Regions from separate parts of the Sus scrofa genome. Here regions 1, 2, 4, 5 and 6 are each linked to region 3. The links are chromatin contacts, called in public Hi-C, HiChIP or PLAC-seq and promoter capture Hi-C maps. All regions are on one chromosome and are shown on one strand. Each heading gives the region's core, a stretch centred on a gene start, on an enhancer-like site or on the middle of the called end of the contact. The rest is flanking DNA. Distances are from core to core; before and after follow the strand shown. Region 1 holds the start of ZNF24 (zinc finger protein 24). Region 2 has its middle 49 kb from the start of ZNF24. Region 3 holds the start of C6H18orf21 (UPF0711 protein C18orf21 homolog). Region 4 holds the start of LOC100620188 (zinc finger protein 396). Region 5 holds the start of ZNF397 (zinc finger protein 397). Region 6 holds the start of ZSCAN30 (zinc finger and SCAN domain-containing protein 30).

Evidence for each region. Promoter capture Hi-C pulls out the DNA fragments that hold promoters and counts their contacts. A called contact is a pair of places that touch in the nucleus more often than the background predicts. HiChIP or PLAC-seq counts read pairs in DNA pulled down with a chosen protein or histone mark.
Region 1: a promoter capture Hi-C map of liver shows a contact between it and region 3, with 6 times the contacts expected there. The contact joins the promoter of ZNF24 here to the promoter of C6H18orf21 in region 3. A contact is called at or near these places in 2 of 5 promoter capture datasets (fetal liver and liver) and 2 of 2 datasets of contacts at active chromatin or transcription factors (alveolar macrophages and skeletal muscle).
Region 2: a contact with region 3 is called in a Hi-C map of omental adipose tissue, with 2.5 times the contacts expected there. The contact joins the enhancer-like site here to the promoter of C6H18orf21 in region 3. A contact is called at or near these places in 14 of 47 Hi-C or Micro-C datasets (alveolar macrophages, embryonic fibroblasts, epiblast stem cells and 6 more) and 2 of 2 datasets of contacts at active chromatin or transcription factors (alveolar macrophages and skeletal muscle).
Region 4: a contact with region 3 is called in an H3K27ac HiChIP or PLAC-seq map of alveolar macrophages. The contact joins the promoter of LOC100620188 here to the promoter of C6H18orf21 in region 3. A contact is called at or near these places in 4 of 47 Hi-C or Micro-C datasets (alveolar macrophages, embryonic fibroblasts and skeletal muscle) and 1 of 2 datasets of contacts at active chromatin or transcription factors (alveolar macrophages).
Region 5: a contact with region 3 is called in an H3K27ac HiChIP or PLAC-seq map of skeletal muscle, with 8 times the contacts expected there. The contact joins the promoter of ZNF397 here to the promoter of C6H18orf21 in region 3. A contact is called at or near these places in 4 of 47 Hi-C or Micro-C datasets (embryonic fibroblasts, heart right ventricle, mesenteric adipose tissue and 1 more) and 1 of 2 datasets of contacts at active chromatin or transcription factors (skeletal muscle).
Region 6: a contact with region 3 is called in a Hi-C map of skeletal muscle, with 4 times the contacts expected there. The contact joins the promoter of ZSCAN30 here to the promoter of C6H18orf21 in region 3. A contact is called at or near these places in 2 of 47 Hi-C or Micro-C datasets (heart right ventricle and skeletal muscle).

What each region holds. Positions count from the first base shown.
Region 1 is chr6:119,165,404-119,169,717 of Sscrofa11.1, forward strand. ZNF24 (zinc finger protein 24) reads right to left here and starts at 1,801. Exons shown (of 4, transcript NM_001243375.1): 1 at 1,710-1,801.
Region 2 is chr6:119,213,745-119,217,969 of Sscrofa11.1, forward strand. No RefSeq gene overlaps it. Among named protein-coding and RNA genes, the nearest start is that of ZNF24, 49 kb to the left of the region's middle. Within about 2 kb of position 2,152, at least 7 of the 83 cell types and tissues checked have an H3K27ac peak or open chromatin away from gene starts, as enhancers often do. A contact at or near this core is called in omental adipose tissue, where this site is marked.
Region 3 is chr6:119,732,983-119,737,349 of Sscrofa11.1, forward strand. C6H18orf21 (UPF0711 protein C18orf21 homolog) reads left to right here and starts at 2,406. Exons shown (of 5, transcript XM_003356410.3): 1 at 2,406-2,851; 2 at 2,933-2,955. The coding sequence starts at 2,775.
Region 4 is chr6:119,191,620-119,196,204 of Sscrofa11.1, forward strand. It overlaps LOC100620188 (zinc finger protein 396), which reads right to left and starts at 1,711. Exons shown (of 4, transcript XM_013999297.2): 1 at 1,138-1,711.
Region 5 is chr6:119,074,107-119,078,864 of Sscrofa11.1, forward strand. ZNF397 (zinc finger protein 397) reads left to right here and starts at 2,689. Exons shown (of 6, transcript XM_013999293.2): 1 at 2,689-4,213; 2 at 4,368-4,758. The coding sequence starts at 4,209. It overlaps LOC102163786 (a long non-coding RNA gene), which reads right to left and starts at 2,491. Exons shown (of 3, transcript XR_304095.3): 1 at 2,282-2,491.
Region 6 is chr6:119,113,309-119,117,528 of Sscrofa11.1, forward strand. It overlaps ZSCAN30 (zinc finger and SCAN domain-containing protein 30), which reads right to left and starts at 2,949. Exons shown (of 5, transcript XM_003127897.5): 1 at 2,805-2,949. The region is part of intron 5 of ZNF397 (zinc finger protein 397); the gene reads left to right. It also overlaps the pseudogene LOC110261195.

The DNA.
Region 1 (4,314 bases), core at 551-3,050, 570 kb before region 3:
ACTGCCTATTTTTCAATAATGCTTGCACTGAGAATAGTTTTCACATTTTTATATGGTTGAAAAAAATCAAAAGAACACTTCATGTCAGGTGAATATTGATAGAAATGAAAGTGTCTGTCTCCATAAATAATTTTACTTATTTGTTCACTATTGATGCTACAACAGCGTGACTACTGTACTCTACTCAATAGAGTTGAGTAGTTGCAATAAATGCTACATGTCATGAAAAACTTAATATTTACCATCTGGCCCTTTTGAGAGAAGTATGCCAATCTATGTCTACAAAACTTGCCTATCTCGGTGTTATCTAAATGGAACACATTATTTGCAATTCAATACCGGTGTAACCTGACACACCTGAGTCACCTCAAAAGGAGGGGTATCTTTTTTAGCACCTGCTTAAAAAATTTTGACAATTTTTTTTTTTCAGGGCTAAGAAATAGTTTTAAAATGTTTAAGAACTCCCTGGACTAAAATATACATGAAAAAAATATTCACCTGCTCAATAACAGATACATGATGTTGAAAAAAACCACTAGGTGCCATAAAATTCAAATATTATTCAGTCACCCGAGACACCATAAGTACCTTTCAATTTGTAATGTGGGCATTAATCATAGCAAATTCTATGAAGAAAAGGGACTCTCATAACACCTTGACTTCCCACAGTGGCGCAGACTCTAATCCTTACACTGGATGACTCACAATCTCCCCAGCTTCTACCTTCAGGGAAACCTTGGGCTATTTCTGATCCTTTCCTTAGTATTTGCACAGTCATGCCTATGCCATTGTTTAAAACACCTACTGGGAACAAGCCATGCAGTTACTCAATATTATCTATTCAGGGCCCGGAATCTGAAAGTCAGTAACTGCCCAAAACTTCCTGTAAACCTATCAAGTCTAGGTATCAGAAAAAAATCTTACCAAGTAATATACATACAGGTTTGTTTAAGCACTCTGGAGTGTGGCGGCCTTATAAACAAGGTTTAGCCAACAGTATTCGTTTGTTCCTATTCCAAAACCCTACCTTACCATTGGCTCAAACACTCTAGAAAAATAAAATTTCTCTCCCCTTTACGTTTTCATACAGCACCCTGCCGATGGGACGTGAGGAGGTGCGGGGAATGCGAACCCGCAGTCCCAACCAGGTTTGCGCAGGGAGTCCTGTCCCACGCGACCTTCCCACTCACTCAGCGGAGTGCCGTGGCGAACCCGGCCCCCACCAGACCACTCCAGCCCCTCTTCTCTCCACACTCCCGGCTGCGGCTTTCGGAAGACCAGAGGCCACCTAGCCTCAACAGCGCCGGAGTCACGGCACTTCCGCTCGAGGCCGGCCAAACTACAAGTCCCGGCAGCCACGGCGGAGGACCGCCCACCCCCCTCCACCCGAAAAGAATCCCAGAACCCTCCGCGAGATGCCAGGGCCTCGAAATAGAACAAAACCGGCCGATGGGGGAGGGGGGAAGGCGGGGGTCGCGGAAGGCACAAGGAAGGGAGGACTCTCCAAGGGTGCCGAAAGCCCTATCTGGCTTTCTGTCTATCCCTCCCTGTCTCCCAGCTGCTGGGCGCTGAGACCGTGGCCTGTCCCCCGCGCCTCCCGGGAAGCCAAGGAAGGTCACCGCCAAGCTTTTTCGCTAACTCTTGCCAAGCGGACCACAGCCTCTAGCCCAGCCTCCCTCGCACGCTCTTCCCCCCTCTCTCGCGCAAACCTCAAGCTCGGGAACTGCAACCGCTTCGCTGTCCACGGCCGACGCAGAAACGCCGCCGCTCACAAGCCGTTTCCCAGAAGCCCCCGGCGCAGACTGCTTCCGGTCTGTGGGCCCCAGGAGGCGGGGGGTAGGCGAAGCCCCGCGTTGCCATAGAGATGCGCTCCGGGCTGGGGGAAGGGCTGTCCAACTACAATGACCGCTTTGAGGCTGCGCTTGGCCTCACGCCTCTCTCCCCTGGTTAGCCCAGTCTTCTGTGTTCCCCTTAAAAGACCAGGAAAGGAAAGAAAAAATTCTGCCACTAATGTAGTCTTTACGGTGTCATAAGTCTTTTCACATGCATTATCTCATGTGATCTTCACAGTAATCCTCTGAAAGAAGTAACAAAAGCTAATATTTATGTGTGCTAACCACGTTGTACCAGGTTCTGTCACCGTGGTTTACATGTCTTGTAATTTAATTTTCGTGAAAACCCTATGATGTAAGAACTTTTATTATCCCCATTTCACAGCTGAGGTAATTGAGGCTCAAGTAAATAGCTTGCGGAGAATACATAACTAGTAAGTACGAAGCAAGATTTGAAGCCAAGGCATGACTCTAACCTTTGGCTACCATTTGCTGTGCTATAGAGCTTTATTATGACTAATTAATTTGTCAGGGAAACAAGATGAGACTCTTAATCAAGAGCTTTGGCAATGATCGCAGAGTGAATTTGCAGAATGCATGGTTATCTTCTGACTTTAGGCTTGACATTTCATACTACAAAACAGCTGCCAAAGTGATTTAAAAACATAAATCAGACCACTTAATGCCCCTACTTAAAGGCCTTCAGTGGATCCCTACTGCATTAATTATGACATTAAAAACTGCTTACATTGGCCTGTAAGGCCCCCTGTGGTTTTTCCCTGCCCCCACCTTACCCCCACACCCCAGCTCTTAGCCTTGTTGTGGCTGGCAATCGTCAGCCTTCCTGACCATTTCTTCCTCCTGGAAGCCTTCTCACGCTCATAGCACTGGGTAGAAGTGATCTTATGTATTCATTTCACTGGTTTTTGTTTTATTTCGTTTTGTTTGTAAGTCCCATAAGGGCAGGGACCTTGCCTGTCTTGTTCACCACAGTATTCCCATGTAGTCCCGGGATGCTGACTGCCTGGTACATAGAGAACTCAATAAATATTTGTTGAATAAATGAATGAAATGTGGGCTGGTCACATTGCTGCCTTTGCTAGGTCACATGTTCAGCATCAGGAACCACACAAAAGAGCCCTGTTGTTTAAGGTCTATGTTAGAAGTACAGGTCCAGCCTTCCAGCAGCCTTCCAAGATCTTCAGGCTTCAGCTTTCTGCCTCTTTCAGAGTGCCCTTTGCAAAGTGCCCTTAGGCTCTGCTGAATTCATGAATGAGAGCGCAAGTGAGTCAGCTGATGATCCCATAGCACTACTTTACTCTCTGACCAGGATTTTGCCTCCCCAGAACACCTGCTACTTCTGATGGCCCTTCTTCTCTTTCTTTTTTAGGAGGTTTCTGAAATCCAGACTTTTTTTTTTTTTCTCTTTTCTACTTGGCTACTACCACCAACCTGCTTGGCTGCTCTTCCCAACCTTTCCGTCTTTTGTGACTCTAAAAGCTAGCTCAAGGCATTTTTGTTTTGCTTTGCTTTAAGAGGTTTTTTAACATCTAATTAATGTTGGAAAACAAAAAATATACACATCAAACAGACATATCTGGGGAGGTTAAAAATGCAAGATTTTACGAAACTCTTTGCCTGGTGTTCATTCTGTCACTTTTAATTTTTTTCTGAGAGAGTAAATGGAAACCACCATGAAGTTTTCCTCTCTAATTTGCTCGTTTGAGGGCCGGGACTGCCAACACCCACTTTGAAACACCATCCTTCTGAGCCCTACTAGGTGAGCTCTTTCCTGAATGGTGACCTCTGTTGCTATCTTAAAGATATAGTCAAGATAGAGCATCATGTTCCTCTGGGCAACCTGAATGTAGGGAAAACCTCCGTGCCAGTGCCTGCTGACCTTGCACATATCCACAGAGGCCACAGAGACAATGCTTGAGCAGCAGCTGCTCTGAGTCTTGGCAGAAAACCCTGTGATCCTCCTGAAAGAGGAGAGGCTCCTGATGAGCTGTTACAAGGCCATTTGCCACTCAGCTCCCTGTCTTCCCAGGAGGCTGTCGTGGAACCATTGCTCCTGGCTTCCCCAGGTTGTGATGAGGCTTTCTGCCTCACCTGCCTGGAGTCCAGCTGCAGACTATATAAAGGCTTAGATGCAGTGGCATTCGCACCTCAGCAACAAGGGGTTTTACAGCTCGGGTTGAAAAGAGCAAAACCCTGTGGTCTGTTCCCCCCTCCTCCTCATGTTCTCTGCCTGCCTTTTGTCTGTAGAAAAATTTTTGTCATGTAATAAGTTTAATCAGAAAAGCGAAAAAATACGGAAGCAAAGGAAAACAGTCAAATAAGACCAAATAATAACTAAGCAAAGGCAAGGACTTTTAGTTCCTCTTCAAGGGCTGCAGATCCTGGGCCATATCCTGTGAGCTGCCTTTTAGATACTGAAACCCCCACCAGGTGGAAGAGGTTAACTACCAGATGATGCTGC
Region 2 (4,225 bases), core at 902-3,401, 520 kb before region 3:
GGGAAGGCTTGACTGTTTCCCAAAGACCAGGCTTGGGTCACTCAAGTAAGAAAGCTGGCACAAGGTCAGTTTACATCCCAAGCAAGCAGGCTCTCTGACGAGCAGAACCCCACAGGAGAGTAAGTTCTGAGACTCCATCAGACACCTGAAGGCCGAGGAAGGGCTCTTGAGTGACAGTTTGGCAGGAGATCCCCAGAAACTAGGAGGTCTTCAAAAAACCCACAAAAGTGCCTCAGGGAGGAAAGCATTCACTTTCATGGAGAGAGTTGATGCCAGAGCATCATGGAATCCCAGGTTGTAAGAGGACTTCCTGTCACACCTTCACCTCATCCTGGGAAGAGTCAGAAACCACAGAAAAGGGTGGAGTGAAAGTCATCAAAGAGGTTGGAGAGAGAAGAAATGTGTCAGGAACTTTCTGAACGCAGGTGTTGTGGCAGAGGATGGGAAACCCAGCCCATACATGACATTTAGAGTTTATTATTATTATGAATGTGCTGGACATCATACCTTAGTTACTAGACTAGCAGTGACTAGAGGATCTTATGTTACTCATAAGTAACCAGAAAAATCTTAAGAGCTGCTGGAGTGCTTGTCCATGGGGCTTGTCCCCACCACAGGGGAAATGAATGATGCTTTCCGAACTCCTCTCCATGAAGCCCGCTTGCTCCGTATGAAGGCCGGGCTGGCAGTCCCTGCCAGAGTTAAGAGGTCAGTGGAGTGGGAGCAATAGGACATGAAGGTGCCAGAACAACAGACTTCCAAGCAAGCTTTTGAAGAAAGGGCATTTGTGAAAATAAGATGTGGGCTTAGGCTGTGGGTGCTATGGTGTAAGGAAAGGATGACTGTGGAGGTAATGGAGGAGAAACCAGAGTGGTGGCTCATTCACAGTACGGAACTGACAGAGGAGGGATGAGAAGACCTCTGAGGAGGCCAGTCAGTGAGGTGCTAAAGACGCTGCAGAATGAGGTGCAGAAGTTGTCCACAAGGAGAGTCATGGGTGGCAAAATCTTCAGGCTCAACTTCAAAGGAAGAGAAATGGATTAGAAATGGATGTGGGAAGTTCCTGTTGTGGCTCAGCAGAAACGAATCTGACTAGTATCCATGAGGATGCAGGTTCAATCCCTGGCCTTGCTCAGTGGTTTAAGGATCCAGTGTTGCTGTGAGCTATGGTGTAGGTCGCAGACACGGCTCGGATCTGGCATTGCTGTGGCTGTGGTGTAGGCCAGTGGCTACAGCTCCAATTCGACCCCTAGTCTGGGAACCGCCAGAGGCCACAGATGTGGCCCTAAAAAGACAAAAGACAAAAGACAAAAAAAAAAAAAAAAGAAAAAGAAAGAAAGAAAGGAATGGATGTGGATGTTTGGAATGACTGGAATGCTGCAGTGTGATATCTAATTTTTAAGCTCTGGTCCTTTACGTGTGCATGTGCATGTGCGCGTGCGCGCGCACACACGCGCGCGCGCGCGCACGCACACACACACACACACACACACACACACAGCCTAAGCTGACCAGGGCCTGGATGATTGCCTGGCCCCAGCCCAGGACAGACGGATCCTAACTACCTCCCACCCCCATCACTAATGCCGTCCAAGGACTGTTGGAGGGTGCCTGCTGCAGAGTGAGTGGGACAGAATGGCCTGACCTGCTGCCTCTCAGCTCTCTGTCCTTCCTTGGGAAGGGGAGAATTAATTTGCTAAGTGTAGGGCCTGGCAAAGCGCCATATCAGGGTTCTCCAGTGGCTGACAGGGTGGCTGAGGCTGGGGTGAGTGGACCAGGCCTGCTAGTGCCACCCCTGCAAGAATCCCCTGCTTCCTGCAGGACTTTACAGACAAGCCCCAGTTCACAGATACTGGGGGCATCACTGGATGCCTAGAGGGACAAGCCTTGCCTTGAAGAAACCTACAGACTGGCTGCGGAGAGAAGGTTTGTAGGAGATCCTTGAATCTCAGCAGAAGGAAGCACATAGAGCCGGATGTTCAGGAACCGCGGCGCGCAGGGGAGGTGGAGGACTCCCTGGGAAGGGCAGCTGCAGGCTCGGCTGGGAAGGAGGGTCGAGTTATAGCAGGAAAAGAGATATCCAGTGTGACTGGCAACTTAACGAAATTGTGCTTAATATGTCCTGGTGTTTCAACCACCAGCCATAGGAGGGCAGTGTCCTCTGTCACTTCTGTGTACCAAGTGCACGTGTGTAACACAAACTGGAGCAAACACATCTGAATGGTCCCTTCCACCCAAAGGAGGGGAGTTCAACATGTAAATCACAGTCCTTTGAGACAAAGAAGCCATTTTCAGTGTTTCAGGTTGATATAGTGCTCTGTGCTTGGTTGAAATATCAGATATTGTGATAGTTTGTCTGTGGGAACATCTTGCATTGCCTGCTCTACATTTCCCTGCTCTGGATCCACAAGCGATACTAACAAATCAGTGTTTAGGCATCACAACTGCTCAGAGCAGGCATGTCCTTAGCATCACCATTCTCCTCCAGCTGCCTTAATTTTCCTCCCCAGCAGATTGTGGGGGAGGACTGGCACACTCCCCTGAGATCAGAGTCTTTATTCTTCATCCTTAACCCTCCATCAGGAGCCCGGGGGTTCTCCTGAGAGGAGAGAAGTGTTGGGGACAAAGCTCACAGGACCATCAGCAAACCAGGGAGGGAATGAAGGGAAGAGCAGAAAGAGTGGAAGTTGGCAGACAGCATCGGGAGAGACAGTGTGGCTGTGCGGTGTCACATGCTGCCCGTGCAAGCAGGGCGAGACCTGAAGGGCGGCTGCAGGAGTGAGTGAGAGAGGCCCAGGTAGGTGGGGGTGCAGTAGAGAGATAGCATCTTACAGTCCAGGTGTGAGGAAAGGGAAAGAGCAAGTGCAGGCATTTCTTTCAAGAACTCTGGCTGAGAAAGGGCGAGGAGAGATGGGGTAATAACTGCAGGGAGGGAGTTCCCCTTGTGGGTCAGCAGAAATGAATCTGACTAGCATCAACGAGGATGCAGGTTCAATCCCTGGCCACGCTCAGTGGGTTGAGGATCTGGCATTGCTGTGAGCTGTGGTGTAGGTTTTAGACACGGCTCAGATCTGGCGTGGCTTTGGCTGTGGTGTAGGCCAGTGTCTATAGCTGTGATTCCACCCCTAGCCTGGGAACCTCCACATGCCTCAGGTGCGGCCCTAAAAAAGACAAAAAAAAAAAAAACCAAAAAAACAAAAAAACAAAACAAAACCCTGTCAACAAATAAAAAAACTTCAGGGAAGGTGTTTTATGATGGGCAACGCGAGAGCATGATGAAAAGTCCCCCCCCCCTTTTAAAAATACTCCTTGGTTGTATGATGTTAAAGCCAACTTGATATCTTGTCAGCCTCTAAGGAGGGACAGTCAGGGAGTTCTGCCTCTGACAAGATCCTGATGGTAACTGATCACATGTATGTTACAGCACCGGTGGTTCTGAGACAAAGTTCCATCTACGACAGTGTGGGGTGGTATTGGACAGCATGTGAATCATTTAGAAGCATTATAGGCTGATGGAAAAAAAAATCAAGAATGAGGAAAGAAGAGAAAATAACTCAGAAAAATCTTTATGTGAATGGAAATTATTTTTAAAAATCTACCAAAACCTGGAAGTTAACTATGTTGGATTTAAAAGCAACTGTCAATTTCTGTGCCCGAGAGCTCTAAGAGGCTTGCCTAGAGCTCAGGGGGACTACAGACATGATTCTGGTTTTAGGAGAGAGGCCAGCCAAAGTCAGAATGTATCTGATGACTAGGGACACCTTCAGCAGTTCATAAGCACAGGGGAAGAAAGGGTGTGGACACTGGCAATTGCTGGTTGCAGACAGAGAAAGTTAACTTGGAAGAAATGGACATATTTTATACAAAACAAGCTGCTAGGGAAGGATTTCAGGATGGTGAATGCCAAGATTGATTAAAATGTGATTATCATGCCTCAAAACAAAAATTAAAATTGAAAATCTATTAAAATTTAAATTGAATAGAATGAATTTAACTCTAAACTAAAGCACATAAATTATGTTTGGAAAAGGCAGCAGAATTCTGATTGTAGCCAAGGTGGAGTAGCAGAGACTGTATTTACCTTCCTACTTGGAACAACAATGACAACAACAACAAAGAGAGAGAGAAAAGAAAAAAGTGGAAAAGACATATGACACAATGGTATCAAGAGCCTGGACATCAGGCAACAAAGGACAGTGATCCCTGAGATAAGGGAAATAAATGA
Region 3 (4,367 bases), core at 1,156-3,655:
GATTTTGCAGCAATTTCTTATTGAGCCCCTGCTCTGTTGCCATGCCCTGGACTGCGGTCCATGTGGGGAGCAACAAAAAGGACAGACAAAGCCTTGATGCCAAGGCATTCAGGAGGAGAACAGGTAAACAGGTAAACTGTGAATGAATAAGGCAATTTCACATGGTGAGGTTATGACAACTAGCTATGGCAGAGAGTGACTTGGTGGGTGGGGCTGGCCACCCGTTCTTTATTGGGGTGGTTTAAGAAGGCTTCTTTGAGAGCCAAGATTGAATGAGAAGGAAAGCCCCCATGGGAAGGATCCTCTTTCAAAGCCAAGGCCCTGGGGCAGGTCTGAGCAGGACATGTTGAATGAGAGAGAGAAAGAAGATTAATGTGAGGAGCAGTATGAGTGTAGGAGGGTGAGACAAGGTGAGGTTCAAGGTGGGGCAGTGACCACCACATGGGGCCCTGGAGAGCACTGCTAGGAGCTTGTGTGCCAAGTGCAAGGAGGAGCTTGAAGAGAATTCGGAGCAGGGATGCTCCATGTCCCCCCAAATGATTTACATTTTAAGAAGACTACTTTGTCTGCCCTGTGAAGGATGGATAGGGAGAGAGGAGGTAGGAAATGAACGTAGAGGACCAACGTAGGGGTGTATGCAAAAGAAGAGAGGATCTCCAGGGCGTCAGGAGAAGTGGGCAGAGACATGATTTGCTCCTGAGGGGTTGACGGCAGACCCTGTGGACGGCGTGGCTACATGGGGTGGGAAGAGGAAGCAGCAGTGGGCCTCGGTGAGGCTGAGAAGGAGTAAGACTGGGCGCAGGGCAGGCTGGTGGGGGAAGTCAAGGATGAAGGCTGAGGATATGGGTTTGATCCCTGGCCTAGCTCAGTGGGTTAAGGATCTGGTGTTGCTGTGAGCTGTGGTGTAGGTCTCAGGTGAAGCTCAGGTCCTGCATTGCTGTGGCTGTGGTGTAGGCTGGCAGCTGTAGCTCCGATTCCATATGCCTCCATATGCCTCGGGTGCAGCCCTAAAAAAGCAAAAAAAAAAAAAAAAAAAAAAGAGAGAGATAAAGTAAGGAAACATTGCTTTATAAATGACAAGAAGAGGATGAATTTCCTCTAAAATACAAAGATCTCCTAGAAATTGATAAACAATTTAATGAAGATTTCATTTCACAAAAGAAAATGCAAGCCATAAGAAATAAATAGAGGCTTGATTCCACTGATAAGTGAACTAATGATCTTTACATTTTCACGGATCCAATTCGAATCAGCTTTTTCAGACATTGATACTGGGAATGTGAATTGCTACAATCTTTTTTGGATGATCCAGCAAATTAAAATGTGGATATTGTTTCCCTCAGTAATTTATCTTTTAGGAATTTAGAGAAAAGAAATAAAAAGCATTCGTGAGTTTTGCTGCTTCACTATTTGAACTAGCAAATCACTGAAAAAAAATTAAATGTTCATCAACAGGAAGTGGTTAAATAAATTACAGCTCATTACATTTTGTAATATTGTCAGCTCTTTAAAAGCTTATTGAAAACTACATAAACTGACCTGGAGAGATGTCTGTGACCTATTGTTAAGGAAAAATGTAAGAGTAGTAAACCATTCTATTTTTGGTTTTCTTTTTTTGTGTGTATCTTGGGGGGGTGTTTGTTTATTTGTCTTTTGCTTTTTAGGGCCACACCGGAGGCATATGGAAGTTCCCAGGCTAGGGGTCAAATCGAAGCTACAGCTGCCAGCCTATCCCAGAGCCACAGCAACATGAGATCCAGGCCATGTCTGAGACTTACACCACAGCTCATGGTAATGCAGGATCCTTAACCCACTGATTTGTTTCCACTGTGCTAAAATGGGAACTCCCGGTATCTTTTGTTGTTGTTGTTGTTGTGTGTATGTGGAAACTGAGGATATTTATACATTTGTACATGTGCTTATGTGTGTAAGGACATAGAAGGAGGAGACACCCAACTGTTAATGCTGATCACCTCACAGAAGTAGGATGGGGGAGTTCCCGTGGTGGCGCAGTGGTTAACGAATCTGACTGGGAACCATGAGGTTGCAGGTTCGATCCCTGCCCTTGCTCAGTGGGTTAACGATCCGGCGTTGCGGCGAGCTGTGGTGTAGGTGGCAGACGCGGCTCGGATTCTGCGTTGCTGTGGCTCTGGCGTAGGCCGGTGGCTACAGCTCCGATTCGACCCCTAGCCTGGGAACCTCCATATGCCGCGGGAGCGGCCCAAGAAATGGCAAAAAGAAAAAAAAAAGAAAAAAAAGCAGGAAAAAATAAAATAAAATAAGCTCGCTAGTGCACCTGCCCAGAGCAGGCTGGACTGGAGACCAGAAACCGCGCTTCTCGCAGCTGCCCCCTTGCGGGCCTCGCTTCCGCCTACCCGGGTGCAAGTCAGTGCCCGGGCTTGAAAATCTAGGGGGCGATGGCGGTTGAGGAAATGACCACCGGTATGAGAGGAGGCTATCAATCAGATAAAGACCAGAAGCAGGCGTCAGACTCGGCTTTCAACCTAGCCACCCCGGCCCAATCAAGCTGCTCCGCACAGCCTCTTGTACTAAGCGATCCGCGCCTGGCCAGCGAGGACCGCTAGGGACCTGGAGGCGGGCCCGGCGCAGGGAGGGCGGGCCAGCGCAGGGGACCGGACGCAAAGGAACCGGAACCCTTCAGCTGAGGGCGCCTGTTTCCAGAGGGAGCTCGGATCCTGACGTCAAAGTTTCCAGCCGGCTTTCGGAGTCTCTTTGCGTCCCTGCGTATCAGAGATGTGGAATTGGCGGTGACGATGAGGCAGAAGCACTACCTTGAGGCTGCGGCATGGAAACTACAAGATAGCTGCCCGGGCCAGGCCCGCTATCTCCTGTAAGAGAGGGAAAGAGGACGGGGAAGCGGGAGGCGAGAGGGTGTGAACTAGTCCCTTATGAGTCTCTTTCTCTTTTGCAGCTGGGCCTACAGTTCGTCACACGGTAGGGAGGACGCCCGTTCGTTATGGGTCAGGCTTGCGTCGCCTCGCTCCCCTCCATTCTGCACAGCGCTCAGAATGGTCCAAAAAAAATCTGATCCATTCTCTGCCATCACAACCTCCTATCCCGCCTCGGCCAGGCGTCTCAGTTTCGCAAAAAAAAAAAAAAAAAAAAAAAAAATCCAAATTGCTTAACGTGCCTTAGTTTTCCTGACCTGTTAGCAGCACTTGACGCTTTGATCAGTCTACTTGAAATAGTTTCCTCACTTGGCTTCCAGGTCATTACAAAGTTCACCTCCTACTTCTTTAGCCAATACCTCTCCTTCCTGCTGATTTCCCCAACTTACAAATGTTGGAGTTCCCAAGGACTCAACCTTTGGGCATCTTTTCTAGCTACACTCAATTCCTTGGTGACAATATTTCATCCAGTCTCATGGCTTTTAAACTCTGAATACTGAGGTCTTCCAAATTCATATCCCCAATCTAGACCACTCTGTGGAATCCTAGACTCATCCAGATGCCTTTTTTTCTTCCCCCTTTTTTACTACAGCACCTGAGGCATATGGAACTTCTGAGGGGCCAGGGGTAGAATTGGAGATGCAGCTGTCCCCGCAAGCCACAGCCATGGCAACACCAAATCCACCAAATCCAAGCCCCATCTGCAGCCTACACTCAATACTGGATCCTTAACCCATTGAGTGAGGCCAGGAATCAAACCTACGTCCTCATGGATACCATGTTGGGCTCTTAACCTGCTGAGCCACAACGGGAATGTCCCAGATGCCTTCTTGACAACTTTTTTTGAATCTCACATTAAGCTAAAACTTGAGCTTTACCATTGGCTTTAAATACACCCAATATCATGAGTTTCCTTCATGGCTCAGTGGTTAACGACTCCAACTAGAATCCATGAGGATTCGGGTTTGATCCCTGGCTTCCTTCAGTGGGTTAAGGATCTGGTGTTGCCATGAGCTGTGGTGTAGGTCGCAGACGCGGCTCAGATCCTGAATTGCTGTGGCTGTGGCATAGGCTGACAGCTGTAGCTCTGATTCGACCCTTAGCCTCAGAACTTCCATATGGTATAGGTGTGGCCCTAAAAACAACAACAACAACAAAAATACACCCTTTATCTAGCCTTTCTCTCCACATCCATCCACTTCTCTCCACATCCGCCCTGGTCTAAGCCATCAGTCTCCTGATTATTGCCAACAGCTCCCATGTGTTTCTACCGTCCATTCCCAGTCCAGCAGCCAGAGTCAACCTAATAAAAACCTAGTCTAGATCATGTCACTTCTCCACTGCAAACTCTGAAATGAAATGACTGCCCATTCTCGGAGTAAAAGTGAAAATCTTTTGAAAGGACCACAGGGACCTATGTCATAGGTTCACATTAATTCTCAGACCTGCTCTCCCTTT
Region 4 (4,585 bases), core at 461-2,960, 540 kb before region 3:
TTATACATGCCCCTATTTTTCTTTCTTTCTCTCTCTCTCTCTTCTCTCTCTCTCTCTCTTTCTCTCTCTCTCTCTCTCTCTCTTCCTTTCTTTCGCCTTTTAGGGCTGCACCCGAGGCAAATGCAAGTCCCAGTTGCAAATAGGAGCAAATAGGAGCTGCAGCTGCTGGCCTAAACAGCAGCCACAGCAATGAGGGGTCGGAGCCGAAATTGCCACCTATGTTGCACTTTGCTGCAACGCTGGATCCTTAACCCACTGAGTAAGGCCAGGGAAGGAACGACATACTCATGGATACCAGTTTGTTTCCACTGAACCACAACAGGAACTCCCTATGTTTCCTCTTTACCATTTTCCCCCCACTTCACCAAGAAATTTCTAGGCTGTGAAGTTATGGTGGTGATCTGAACAAAGTCTGCGGCTGCACAAAGCTTGTACTCTAGCTGGGGAGAGACAAGAAGGTTACCAAATAAGTGACACAACTTTATATAACTATGGGCTCCACTGCAAAGGGTAACAGCTGACACAGAGAATTTGCTATGTACCAAGCACCCTTCTAAGCATCTTAATATAAACTCATTTAAGTCCTCACAAAAGCTCTGGAAGGTTATTTTCATCCTCATGTTGGAGATGAGGAAACCCACCAGGGCGAGCTTGGGTATGATCAGGGCAAGCTCATATAAGGAGACCAAGGGCAGAGTACCAGGGCTGGGGTCTGAGTCCACTCCATCCACACTTTCTACAGTGCTGCGTGGTTCAGAGCCAGTGGCTGGGGTCCCAGCGGAGAGGAGAAGCAACAGACCCAGATGATTCCAGGCTGGAACAGAATCTGGGGTCAAGACTGGAGCGGCAGGAGGGGTTTGAGGCCGCCACGTGTCTGGAGCCGACTAGGGGAGTTGCACAGAGGGCCCCTATGCTAAAGCATCCTCTGGGAAGCCGCAGGAACGGCCACCGGGAGCACTCTGCCTTTTTGGTACCAGCGGCCGAATCTGTGCGGGGTCCACAATTGCTCTCAGCTCCACGTAAGAGACTAAACCCCCAACGCCGCGCGAGGGTCCGTAACGAACCTGGTCCCTGGAGCGGAGGCTTCGCCCAGGGCCCCAGTTCCGTGGGGTCTTTCCTAAGGGGTCCGACTCTTACCTGGAAATACCTCTCCTAGAGCCGGCTCCAGACGGTCCCAGGCCACCTTCCCCCACCACACGCCACCGCTCTCGGACGGAGTCCGGACTCCGCGAGACTACGAGGGTCTTGAGAGGAGGGCGCGCTGGAGGCAGGTAAGCGCGCGAGGGGTGATGGGAGGCCGTCCGCTTGGGGGGCGGAGGTCAGCCGCCACGGGGTGCCAGGGAGAAGAGAGGCGGGGCGCCGACGCTCAGTGACAGGTGAGAAGCTGCGGGGATGAGGTGAGGGCAGCGAGAAAGCGCGGTGGGGCACAAGGAAGGCGTAGCCTGAGAGTGTGGCGCGGGGAGGTGTATGAAGAAGGGTGCGCCGGTACGCGGTGGGAGCTTTGCGGGGGGGGGGCTGCAGTGAGGTGGTGCCAAGGCCCGCGGCCACCCCTTCCCGACCCGCCGGGTAAGGGTCGTTTCCCTGAGGCCTAGCAGCGCGAAGAGACCTCAACTCTCACCTAAGGCCTGGGAAGGACGGCCCAGCGTTTTTGGGGAGAAGCCCGGGAAGCGCCAGTCTGCAAGCTGCTTCCGGTCCTCTAGGCGGAGAGGGGGCGGGGCCCGGGATGCCGGAGCAGTTGCCATGGAGACGAGCCACCACCGCAGCCTGAAGCGGGTGGGGGCGGTGCAGTACGAGGGGAGCCCAAAACTCCTTGAGTGCGTATATCCAGCTGCTTGGGCTTCATGTTCAGAGAAACCATTATTATTTCTCAGAGTACTTGTACTTACATTATTTCATTGGCTCTTTCAATAACCCAATACGGTTATTCCCATTTTACAGGGAATAAACCCAAAGTTTTGGTGACTTGCCCAGGGTCACGGGGAGACTCCTGTGCTTTCTACCACTGCGCGCAACATTCTTGTAATACCGTCGGCGCTTCTGAGGTTGGCTATGCTCCAAGTAGTGATGGAAGGAATGGGGTTGACCCCCCCCAACCCCACCCCTTGCTTTCACAAGAGAACATAATGGCCCTTGAAAAGGTGAGAACTCGAGCACGCACATATTTTGGCACCAATGCATACATGTATATTTCCTCAGATAATCTTAAGTAAATTTAAAAATAAATTTCAGGCTAAATGAGCTACCAGGCCACAGCCCCACATATTGGTCTCATCCTCCACCCATTTTCCCTAGGAACTCTTAGAAATATTCTTGTACAGAGAAGTGGGGAATTAGGGAGAAGACAATGATGTTTGAAAATTAATAAACAACAATAAGAAGAAAAAAAAACCCTTTTGATATGAGCAAAGCAAACAAAAGGTATGTTCCCACTGGAGTCTGAGACAGTGAGAGAAAAAGCTGGCTTACTCAGTCTATACCAGACCTGGAGAAATTTGCATCTTAATTAACCTACAATGACACTAAATTTGAATAATTTTTTTTTGAAATACTTGCCCATATTTCATGGGCTAAGATTTTTTTTTTCTTTTTGATGAGGTAACAAATAACAAGACAATCCAAATGTGTACAAGGAATATTTTTATAGTGATGATGGGTCAGCCAAATGAATCAAGGCAACGAGGAATCTAAAACAATTCCTCAAGGGCAAGAAATTTTTGGCAATGGTGTGAAGTCAAAGGTAGCTTAAGGAAAAATAGACAGCAGTCAAAAGCTGCAATGAGAATAAGGAACTGTGAAAAGCCAAATGATTTGGCAAGAAGTCAGGGATGAATTCATCAGTTAGGATTCTACCACATAGCTGATCCAAGAAACTAAATAAAAAAAAAAAAAAAAAGCAAATGTAAAAGACTCCTTGTAATAGTTCACAGTAAACTTAGTAAAGGGCGGGGTCTTTTGTTTGCTTTTTATTTTTTTAATGTCTGAGGGTAAAGTGGAAAGAAATTAGCAGGAACAAACTCCCAGTAGAGCAAGCTTCTACTGTATACCAGATGCCTGGTAAACACTGGGAATTCAAATATGAGATGCAGATTCTTGCTCTTTAGGAACTGATAGACTAATTAAGGAGAAGAGCATATAAACTGACTATTTTAAACAAAGTGGCAGCTGTTCTGAAGATACTATTGACAGGATGCTACAAAAGCATCTTAATTAAAGAAAGGAAGGTGTAGGGGAGAGGGGTGGATAGATAGGAATTGGAGCTGTTGGGGAGAGCTGAGTGTTTGTACATTTCAGACTGAGGGACCAGAATGTAATGTTTAGATTTTTTGAATTGAAGGATGTCAGGCTGATGATGAGTGACTTAGGATGAAAATGAATAAGTAAGTAATGGTCTAGTTTTTAAAGATTTGGCAGGCCAAGTAAAAGTCTCTGGATTAAAGCGAGGATCTTGAGCGAGGAACACAAACTATCTGCAATTCAGTTAGAACTCTCCCATGGCAATGTAGGATGATTTGAGGGGAGGCTAAACTCAAGATAGGGTGACCAGCTCTGAAACTATTGCAAGATCCAGGCTGAACCTGATGGAGGTCTGAACTAGTGCATAGGGGCAAGGATGGAAGCAGGTTTCAGGAAGCATTCAGGAAGCCAGTGTTTGTTGGATGGAAGGCTGACATTTGGATAGATAATGTGCCATTAAAAATTTTTTTTAAATTATTATTGTTGGAGTTCCCATCGTGGCTCAGCAGAAATGAATCTGACTAGCATCCATGGGAATGCAGGTTCAATCCCTGGCCTTGCTCAGTGGGTTAAAGATCCAGCATTGCCATGAGCTGTGGTGTAGGTTGCAGACTCGGCTTGGATCCTGCGTTGCTGTGGCTGTGGCATGGGCCAGCGGCTATAGCTACGATTCCATCCCTGGCCTAGGAACCTCCGTATGCCATGGGTGTGGCCCTAAAAAGACCAAAAGAAAATTATTAAAATGCAGTTGATTTACAGTGTTTCTTCAAGTTCTGTTGATCAGCAATGTGACCCAATCACATTTCCCTGTGCTATACAATAGGGCCCCATTGTCCAGTATGGGTGGGTTTGACAATGGCTTATGTGGACGTTTGAAGGGAGTTTTGGTAGCCTGAATCTGAAGCTGAATGAAATGCCGGAATCAATACCATACAATCATACAGTACATAGTTGGACATTTGTGAGACTGTGAAAATAAATGTGCTGTATGTCTGACTGCTTCCCCTGTATAAGTATATTAAACTCCCTATAAATTTCATAAGTTACGTATAAACACAGTGAAGAAAAGGGCAATCACTTTTTAAATTATAGAGACACTCCTCAGCCTTCTATTTGCCTTCATCAGGACATTCTTTTATTTATTTATTTATTTTGTCTTTTTAGGGATGCACCCGCAGCATATGGAGGTTCCCAGGCTAGGGGTCAAATCATAGCTGTTGCTGCTGGCCTATACCAGAGCCTCAGCAATGCCAGATCTGAACTGCATCTGTGACCTACACCACAACTCAAGGCAACACCAATCCTGAACCCAGTGAGCGAGGTCAGGGATCGAACCTGCAACCTCATGGTT
Region 5 (4,758 bases), core at 1,439-3,938, 660 kb before region 3:
CCCACTGGGAATTTAAACCAAGTCCTAGAAATTTGCTATAAATCTCGAGTCTGTACTTCTTGCAATTAAGTAACTTGTTTATATTTTAAATATCTGTCCCATCTTATAAGGAATGATAGGAACTTAAATTTTTTTCCCTAGTGTCTCACTTTCTTACCAATATAGACCTATTACCTGTAATCTATTGAAATAGATGCTACTATTGCATACTATCTATCCCCTTTTTCTGTCTTTTTAACATAACTATAATTTTGTTTACCCTCCCCAGATCACCTGTGTCTTTCAGAAGAGGCTAGCCTGGAATATAAATCTCAACTGGCCAAGCCTACCATGGAGGCCTCACCCCTTACCCCTTGTTAGCGATAGACACAGATAGTGAAGCAATTCTAACTAATGAGATACCATGGAAAACCTATTGGGTGGAGGGAATTTCCTTAGTCTAAAAAAGGCCAGAATATAAGGGTGTTCCCTCTTCCTGCCTCTGGATATCATCTGTAATCTGGAGCTAAGACAGACATTTAGGACCATGAAGGAAGCCAGACTGGCAGACTGGAAGAAAAGTCAACATACTTAAAGGTGGAGGAGCAAAAAGAGGAAAGGGACCTGGGTTCTTGTCAAGCCATTAAATTAACCAATCCTGGGATGACCTTACTTCCATGCATGTAGCTGTTAGGTAGTAAAAAGGCTTAAACATTAAGGACATTTAGTAAGGTTTTCTATTACTGCAATTGAGAGCATTTCTTCTCTCTCAACAGTTCCATTCCTGAACAGTAAGCTTCTCAATATAACAAGGTGTGGTAGACTGAATGCAATAATAACGGCCTCAGTTGCCTACGTTGAAGCTGCTCTTCCAATTAAAAAGTGGAGTCTATTTCAATACCCTTCCCTCCATGAGTCTAGTCCTGCCAACAGAATACAGAAGTAATATAATGCCAGTTCCGGTCCCAGGTCCTAAGAGAACAAGCCTCTTCCCCTCCTCCTTCACTGTGTTGGAAACCAGGACCCAAGGAGTTCTCATTGTGGTTCAGCAGGTTAAGAGCTGACTGGTGTCCATGAGGATGTGTGTTCCATCCCTGGCCTTACTCAGTGGGTTAAAGGATCTGGCATTGCGGTGAGCTGCAGTGTAGATTGCAGGTGTGGCTTGGCTCTGGCATTGCTGTGGCTGTGGTGTAGGCTGGCAGCTGCAGCTCCAATTTGATCCCTAGCCTGGGAAATTCCATCAGCCACAGGTGTGGCCATGAAAGAAAGAGAGGAAGGAAGGAAGGAACCAGGACCCTGTAAGAAAGCCTAGGCTAACTCCTGAATGATTAGAGATTACATGGCGAGAAGCTTTATGGAGGACGATCGAGTTACTCCAGCCAAAAGGCAGCACCAAGTCCACAACAATGTGAGACACCATCTTGCACCTTCCAGTTCTGATCAAGTTAAGCAGTCGGCACCTCAGAAAGCATGGCTAGCCATCTCTGCTAAGCCCTGCCTGAATCCCAGAGCACAGACCTGTGAGCAATAAAACACACCTGCTGTTTTTAGTCATTAAGTACTGCAGTGGTTTGTTAGGCAGCAACAGCTGAAACACAAGGTAGTATTATTTGTTCTCTTGTTTGGTAAAATTGCTATAGTCTGTTCACAACAGTTAAGAATTAGTGAGCTACTCTGAATGCTAATGAATAATAATAATAATGTGTTTTGTCTTAGCTCACAAAGGAGAATTTCTGTGTCACCTTCTACTAACATTTACAATACAAAAACGGGAAAATATTTGTAACAAATGAAGAGTCCATATCCTTAGCAAGTAAAAAATTCTTGCAAATACAAAAGAAAAATAGTAACAACTCAATTTTAAACATGGGAAACGCCATTTCCTTGAAGAACCATAAATGGTCCATAAACATGAGGGAAATATAACCTCAAGCTCCCTAACTTAAAGGAAATGCAAGTTAAACCAACAAGAGGCATCATTTTTAAAGCTACTGAATGGCCAAATAAAAATTTAAACACTAAGACAAAGTGCGCTAGCCTCAGTGAAAAATGGGAAAACCCTGGTTAGAGGCACAAAGTCTGAAATCCCAGGGTGTCCCTGAACTACAATTTTGGCATCTCTGGGCACGAGCTGCTTGACTTTGGGCAGTGTCTACGTCTGTAAAATGGGTATGTTATAGCTACAGCACGAGCGTTGTAAGGTTCAAATAGGCCCACGGAAGAGCAATATAAGCGGTTTCTACTTTTTGTTCAGTCCCTTCATCCACGCATCTACTTCTGTCGTTAAGTACTGCAAACTCACAGGAATTACAGGAAAATCCGAAATCTTTTCTGAAAAATTGGAGGTGAAATGACTCAGAAGTGAGAAGACACCAAGTACGGCGGGCGGGTGGCGGTGAAAGAAAGCTAGGGTAAGAGGCGGCCGAACAGAGGTGCCCTCTGGGTGTGACGGCCTCCTAAAGAAACCCCAGCTGCTAGCTCACTCTTGCCTCGGCGTCGACGCTCGGCGGGACCACGGCCACCTGGGGAAGGCGGTGGGAAGGGCGGAGTCAACGCGCTGATTGGCTGCCTCTGAGCATGGGGCGGGGACGGACGGACCTCAGGAGGGCGGGCGAGCGGAAGGCTGCCGGGGCGCACTTCCGGTCTTTGTCGCTCGCCTCTGCAGGTCCGGGGCTTGCTCCCTGGCCGCTCCTCTGCTTCGCGGTGAGGGACGCGGGACCCGAGACGGAGGGGGTGGGGGGAAGGCACGCGGCCGGGCCGGCGGGCGCCGGGTGGAGAAGCCCCGCTCTTCGGCCTGCTCATCCCCGGGTCTCGGCACCTTTTCCGGGCAGCGTCTCTTGAGCCTCCTGGGAGCTCATAGGAGGCCAACACTCAAGACCCTGCTTTCCTGCGGAAAGGGCAGTTTTTCCCTCTTCACTTCGCCAGTTGCTGTGACTTTACCGGGATGTAGAAATAGAAGGGCTAGCGCGGCAGGGCTGGTTAATAAACCACAGATTTATCAGCTAAATAATCAGATCTCTAAAGCTAACTGTAGTGTTAGGGTTAAATTGTGCGGATCTGTCCTGTTCATTCAAGGGCATACCCTTCAGTCAATATTCTCCCATCCAAAAATCAGATCATGTTCGATCTATATTACAAAATTTAAAACACAATTACTTTTGCCATATTTCACTTTTTAAAATTTTTACCACCGTATATCCTAAGCTTTTTGAGAGTTGTGATTAACCTTTTTGCTTTTGTGTCTCTGTAATATCTGACATGTTTTTGAGAACATGGTAAGCATTTAACAAAAACTTCTTGGTTAATTTCTTGGTAGACCCAAGCAAATACCTTCACAAACAAAAACCTTTGTGTTCTAATACCCAGCTCAGGACAGAGCCTCAGTGCCTCATTGTTTGTTGGAAAAATGCATTAAATACTAAATTTGATCAAATGGCAAATGCCTAACAACGTTTTTATTTAAATCTACTCATGTGTAATACAGATTTTTAAAAAAATTTTTATTACAGCTTTAAATGAAAAGCAGTATTATTTGCTTAGGTAGAAGGTAACTAAAAATCAATTTTAACAAAATTGATACCGTTACCCATGGAAGTGTGAGGCCTATACTTTATTTAAAAAGGAGTTCAGGAGTTCCCATCGTGGCGTAGCATAAACGAATCCGACTAGGAACCATGAGGTTTTGGGTTCAGTGGGTTAAGGATCTGGTGTTGCCATAAACTGTGGTGTAGGTCGCAGACTCGGGTCGGATCTGGTGTTGCTGTGGCTCTGGTGTAGGGGACCCCTTGCCTGGGAACCTCCATATGCCGTATGTTCAGCCCTAAAAAGACAAAAAAAATTATAAAAATGAAAAGGAATTTGGCAAGTTTGACAGATTATTCTCCTTTATGCATTCAGAACTGAAAAGGAATTGAAAAGGAAATTTCCCAACATGTGATTCATGTTAATATTGCATTCTTGGAGTTCCCACTGTGGCACAATGGGATCAGCAGCCTCTCTGGAGTGCTGGGATGCGGGTTTGATCCCTGGCCCACACAGTGGGTTAAGGATTTAGTGTTGCTACAGCTGCAGCATTGGTCTCAACTTTGGCTTGGATCTGATCCCTGGCCTGGGAACACCATATGCCCTTGGGGGTGGGAGTATGTGTGTGTGTATATATATATTCTTTTGCCTCTAAAATATAACTTCTCATAGTATAAATATGGTAGGAATTCTGCAAAATTGGACCGATGAGGTGAGTGATTTTTCACATTTGTCACTTGATTATTACTTATTTAAAGTCTCATTCCTGATGCCTTTCAATATATTACTCCCTTGACTGATCTTTATTATTGTAAGTTCTTAGATTTTTTTTTTCATTACTGTAACAGTGCTTTTATATCCTTCAGGAAAGAAGAGATTATTCCAAGAGACTCTGAAGTACAGTACCCAGTTGGTAGTGAGCTTTCTGCTAAACTGTTTCAGCCCAGAATGGCTGTGGAATCCAGAGCAGTTTCAACCCCAGTACCTCAGAATCCTCAGGAACAAGAGCTCATACTAGTAAAAGTAGAAGAAAGCCTTTCGTGGGGCCAGAAATTTAAGCAGAATGGGAGTACCCGATCCTGCCAAGAACTGTTTCGCCAGCAATTCAGAAAGTTTTGCTACCAGGAGACGCCTGGGCCCCGGGAGGCCCTGGGCCGACTCCAGGAGCTTTGCTATCAGTGGCTGAGACCAGAGGTGCACACGAAGGAGCAGATCCTGGAGCTGCTGGTGCTGGAGCAGTTCCTGAGCATCCTGCCT
Region 6 (4,220 bases), core at 1,699-4,198, 620 kb before region 3:
CTTCCTAAAACATGTGAAGGGAAATGATCAGAAAAACAAAGAAGCCAAAAAAGGAAGCAGTTCAACTGAAGCACCAGCCTGCTCCTCCCAGAAAAGCACACTTTATGAGAACCAATGCAAAGGAGCCTAAGCTGCTGGAACACTTTCCCTTTGAATTCATAACATGATAAGTGCTTTGCAGAAAGTAAGAGACTTGGACTGTAAAAAAAATTTTTTAATTAAAATTTTAAAAAGTCAAAGTCAACTGGACATACACATTTACATGTCAAGAGTGTCACACTGCCCATAATTCAGATGTCTTATTCGTAACAAATAGCAGCAGCCTACTCATTCATATTTACATGGTCAAAGGGAAAGGGAATCTTTTTTAATGTGGCTTCAAAATTTGGATTTATATCTGTTTTTTACCTGAAACTAGAGACTGATTTTTTTAGACTTAAGTTCACTCTTTGTGCACATTGCTTATTTAGTCTACGTATCAAAGGAAATTAATGTTTAATAAAATATAATACATTATAAGCAACAGTTCTCATGAAGGTCTTCATGTTCAACTTTCTGAAGAAGAAGTGCATAGTCTTCATTATATTCTCAAAGAAATTACATCATCTCAAAGATTAAGAACCATTGCTCTAAAATCTATGCCTAAATCAGATATATGTTAGTTTGGCCTAGTTTACCCCCAAGAAGAAATGGAAAAGGAAATAGAAATCAGGTAGAAATATTGGTGGGTGATGGAGTTCCGGTTGTGGCTCATCTGGTTACAAACCCAACTAGTGTCCACGAAGATGCGGGTTTGATCCCTGGCCTTGCTCAGTGGGTTAAGGATCCAGCATTGCCATGAGCTGTGGTGTAGGTCACAGATACAGTTTGGACCCTGTGTTGCTGTGTTTGTGGCATAGGCTTGCAGCTGCTGCAGCTCTGATTCAACCCCTAGCCTGGGAACTTCCATATGCCACAAGTGCAGCCCTAAAAAGACCAAAAGAAAAAAGAAAGAAAGAAAGAAAGAAAGGAAATACTGTATTGGTAACCACCCCTATTTCTCTAGAAACCTTTAAACTCCGTTTACCTTACTGAGAGGAATCTGCTCGGTGTCAGCTGATGTGGACCACAGTTGGGTCTAGGTTTGTTTGGGCCAATCCATCAAATTGGCAAACTCCAAGCTGACTTCTTAGATTCACACACAGAACATAACATCTCTGGGAAGACTCCACAAAGCAAGCAATCTAGGATAATCTGATTTCCTTGGTTAAACACCCAGAAAAGTTATGTTCACATCATCAGTTCTGGGGTAAGGCTTAACAAAACCCTTATATTTGTGCATGAGAATTAACCTTTGATTAACTTCCCCAGACTTTTTTCCTGGAAACCTGTCACAAGTAGTATGTCAACTATGGCATTCTCATACACTGTTGTGGGAATGCACAATGGTTCAGCCGCTCTGAAAAACAGTGTAGCAGTTTCTTAAAATGTTAAACATACACAAAACCAAGAAAGAGAAAAAAAGCACATGTCCATATAAAGACTTGTGATGAATGTTCATAGCAGCGTTATTTGTAACGGTGAAAACACTGTTAATAACCTAGATGTCCATCAACTAGTGACTGGATAAACAAATCATGGTATATGCAATTTGTTTATGTGATATATACTTATCAGCAACAAAAAGGAGTGGACTATTGATATACACAACAATGTAGATACAGCTCAAAATAACAATGCACAGTGAAAGAAGTCTGAGTGCAAAAAGAAAGAGTGCATTCTGTTTAATTCCATTTAAATAAATCTCTAGAAAATAGTAACTACAGTAACAGAGAGCAGAACAGCTGTGGGAGGAAAGAAAGGGATTCCCAAGAGGAGGAAACTTCGGGGGTTACTGGATGTGTTCCCTCTTTTCATTGAGGTCATGGTTCCACATACCGCAAAACTTAGTGAACTGTATGTATATACTGTAAACATTCCCTGATTACTGTATGCCTGTTATCCCTCAGTAAAGCTGTTTTTAAAAAAAAGCATCTGCACTCCCCACTTTGGATGGCTGGAGGCAAACAAGTTCCTTACTCTTTATCAGCTTACATTCATGGATCCCTAAGATTTCATAAATTGGAAGATGGTCTTGGGCTTGGATGGAAAGCTCTCTTCCTCTACATCAACTACCACTTCAACCAGTCACCATTTTCTCACACCTATACCTTTTCTTCTGACGTCTTAACCCAAGTCACATGTCTCACCTGTCTCAATACTTCTTCTATTATTTCCTATTTCTATATACCTCCCTACCTTATTTCCTAAGATATTTCCAAGGACACAGCAATATCCTTTCCTATGCTGATGCCACCCCCCTCCCTGCTTCAGTTCCATCTCACCCTGATCTTTGGGCCACAGTGTGTACTGAATTGTCAAGCAAACATTTTAGAAAGAGACCCCATGGCCTTTCTTGATAGCAAAGTAGATGAAAATCCAGCTTCCCAGCAACTCAGGGATTAATTCCTGAGCATTATTTATTTTTAAGGCAGCGGTTCTCAAAGTGTGGTTCCAGGACCTGCAGCCTCAGGACCACTGGAGAAGCTGGGCTCCCACGACAGACCTACTGAGAGGGAAACTCTTGAGTGGGGCCCAGCAATCTGCATTTTAACAGAGGCATGCCTCAGTTCTGTGGGGTGAGAAGGACTAGGGAGGACAGGAAGAAAGTTAGAATGGAAGCATACAGCGAATCCGATTGAGAGATTTGGAGGACGGATGAAAAAGGAGAGACAGAGAGAGAGAGATAACTAAGGAAGAACTCATTATGTAGTCAGGAAACCTACCCTGCCCCAGAGAGCTTTCCCGAAAGATGTTTTCCGACATTCACGTCAAGTACCGGCAGGTAGGGCCAGCCTGGTCCCCCACTACAGCTCGGCGGCGGCCAGGTCCGCAGACGTTCAGGGGTTAAATCTCAGCAAGTCCCCGCCCCCACCTCACCCCGCACCGCCACCCTGCGCGTGCGCACGTGCGAGACCGCGAGCCATAGAGCTGAGCAATCCTCCCGAATTCCTAGAGCGGACGGGGTGACGGCGGAGGTGATGGAGGGTTTGCAGCGGGTGAGGCTTGAGGGCAACCTGGCGAACACATCGAGGTATGGGTGATGTCGGGTCATGGAAGGCAGAGGAAGTCAGGTGATCTCGCCTCCCCAACGGCCTCGTAGCACTGCTAGGGAACTCTGTGCGGTTATTTGAGTCCATGGAGAGTCAGGGCCGCCGCCGTGACCCCCAGGCGCGGTTTCTGGGCACAGCCAGTTGGTCAATTTGCTTTTGGTACCTGGTCAGCCCTTGCCAGGCCCTGGGTTCACTTGGGTTCAACTAAATGAACACCAGAAATTCAAGGAGCAGGTGAAATTCAGAAGCTTGGATGCATCCGCGCGAATCAACAGACGGTGCTGGGAAGGAGCAACCTGAAAGTGAGTGTGCGAAGAACGGAAGGAGGGAAAGAGATCGTTTTGTTGGATCTGTAGTTTCATTTTGGTGTAGGAAGAGCAGCGAATAGCAAGAGCTTAACCGCTAGGACAAATTCCAAAATTCCCTCCTCTGCCTTATATTTCCAATTATATCCTTACTTCGGTACCCTTAACCCTCCCCCGTCCCCCATTATCTTTGACGATCTCTAAACTTGGAATGGAGAATACACGCCCAAGAGGAGTGATGCCTGATTCCTTGGTGATGAGGGAGGAAGCGTAGTAAATTTGAGAGAACAGCACTTGAAACTTAAATGAGATTTTGTTTTCTCCTTTACTTCTTTTGTAGCTAAAGGATTTTTCTGGCGGTGTAGTCTCAGAAATCATATCTCCGCCCTCCACAATGATTCCTTTCCAAGCCCGCTGGTACTCAGTTGCCCCCGGGTCTCAGACTTCTACGTGGATCATAAAAGCTCACTGAGGAAATGGTAATTCTCCAGTTGTTCCCTGAGATGTCGAATGTACAGCTGCAGTCCATGGAGAGCCAATTCAAGTATGAATCTCAAGAACACCACTTTCTTTTAGGTGAGAAGCAGAGTATGTCTTTATTAGTGGCTTGGGGTGGGGGTCACTGTTACTTTGGTATGTTTGTGTCTTCAAGTGCTATTGGTATTTCTCATTGCCTGCCCCCCACTGTATTAGATAGTAGCATCTCTTTAGTGCTCCAAGCCCATGGCTTTATTGTCCATTCTGGCAATCAGATTCTCTTGGGGTTCCTTCCTCTCCTTAAGTC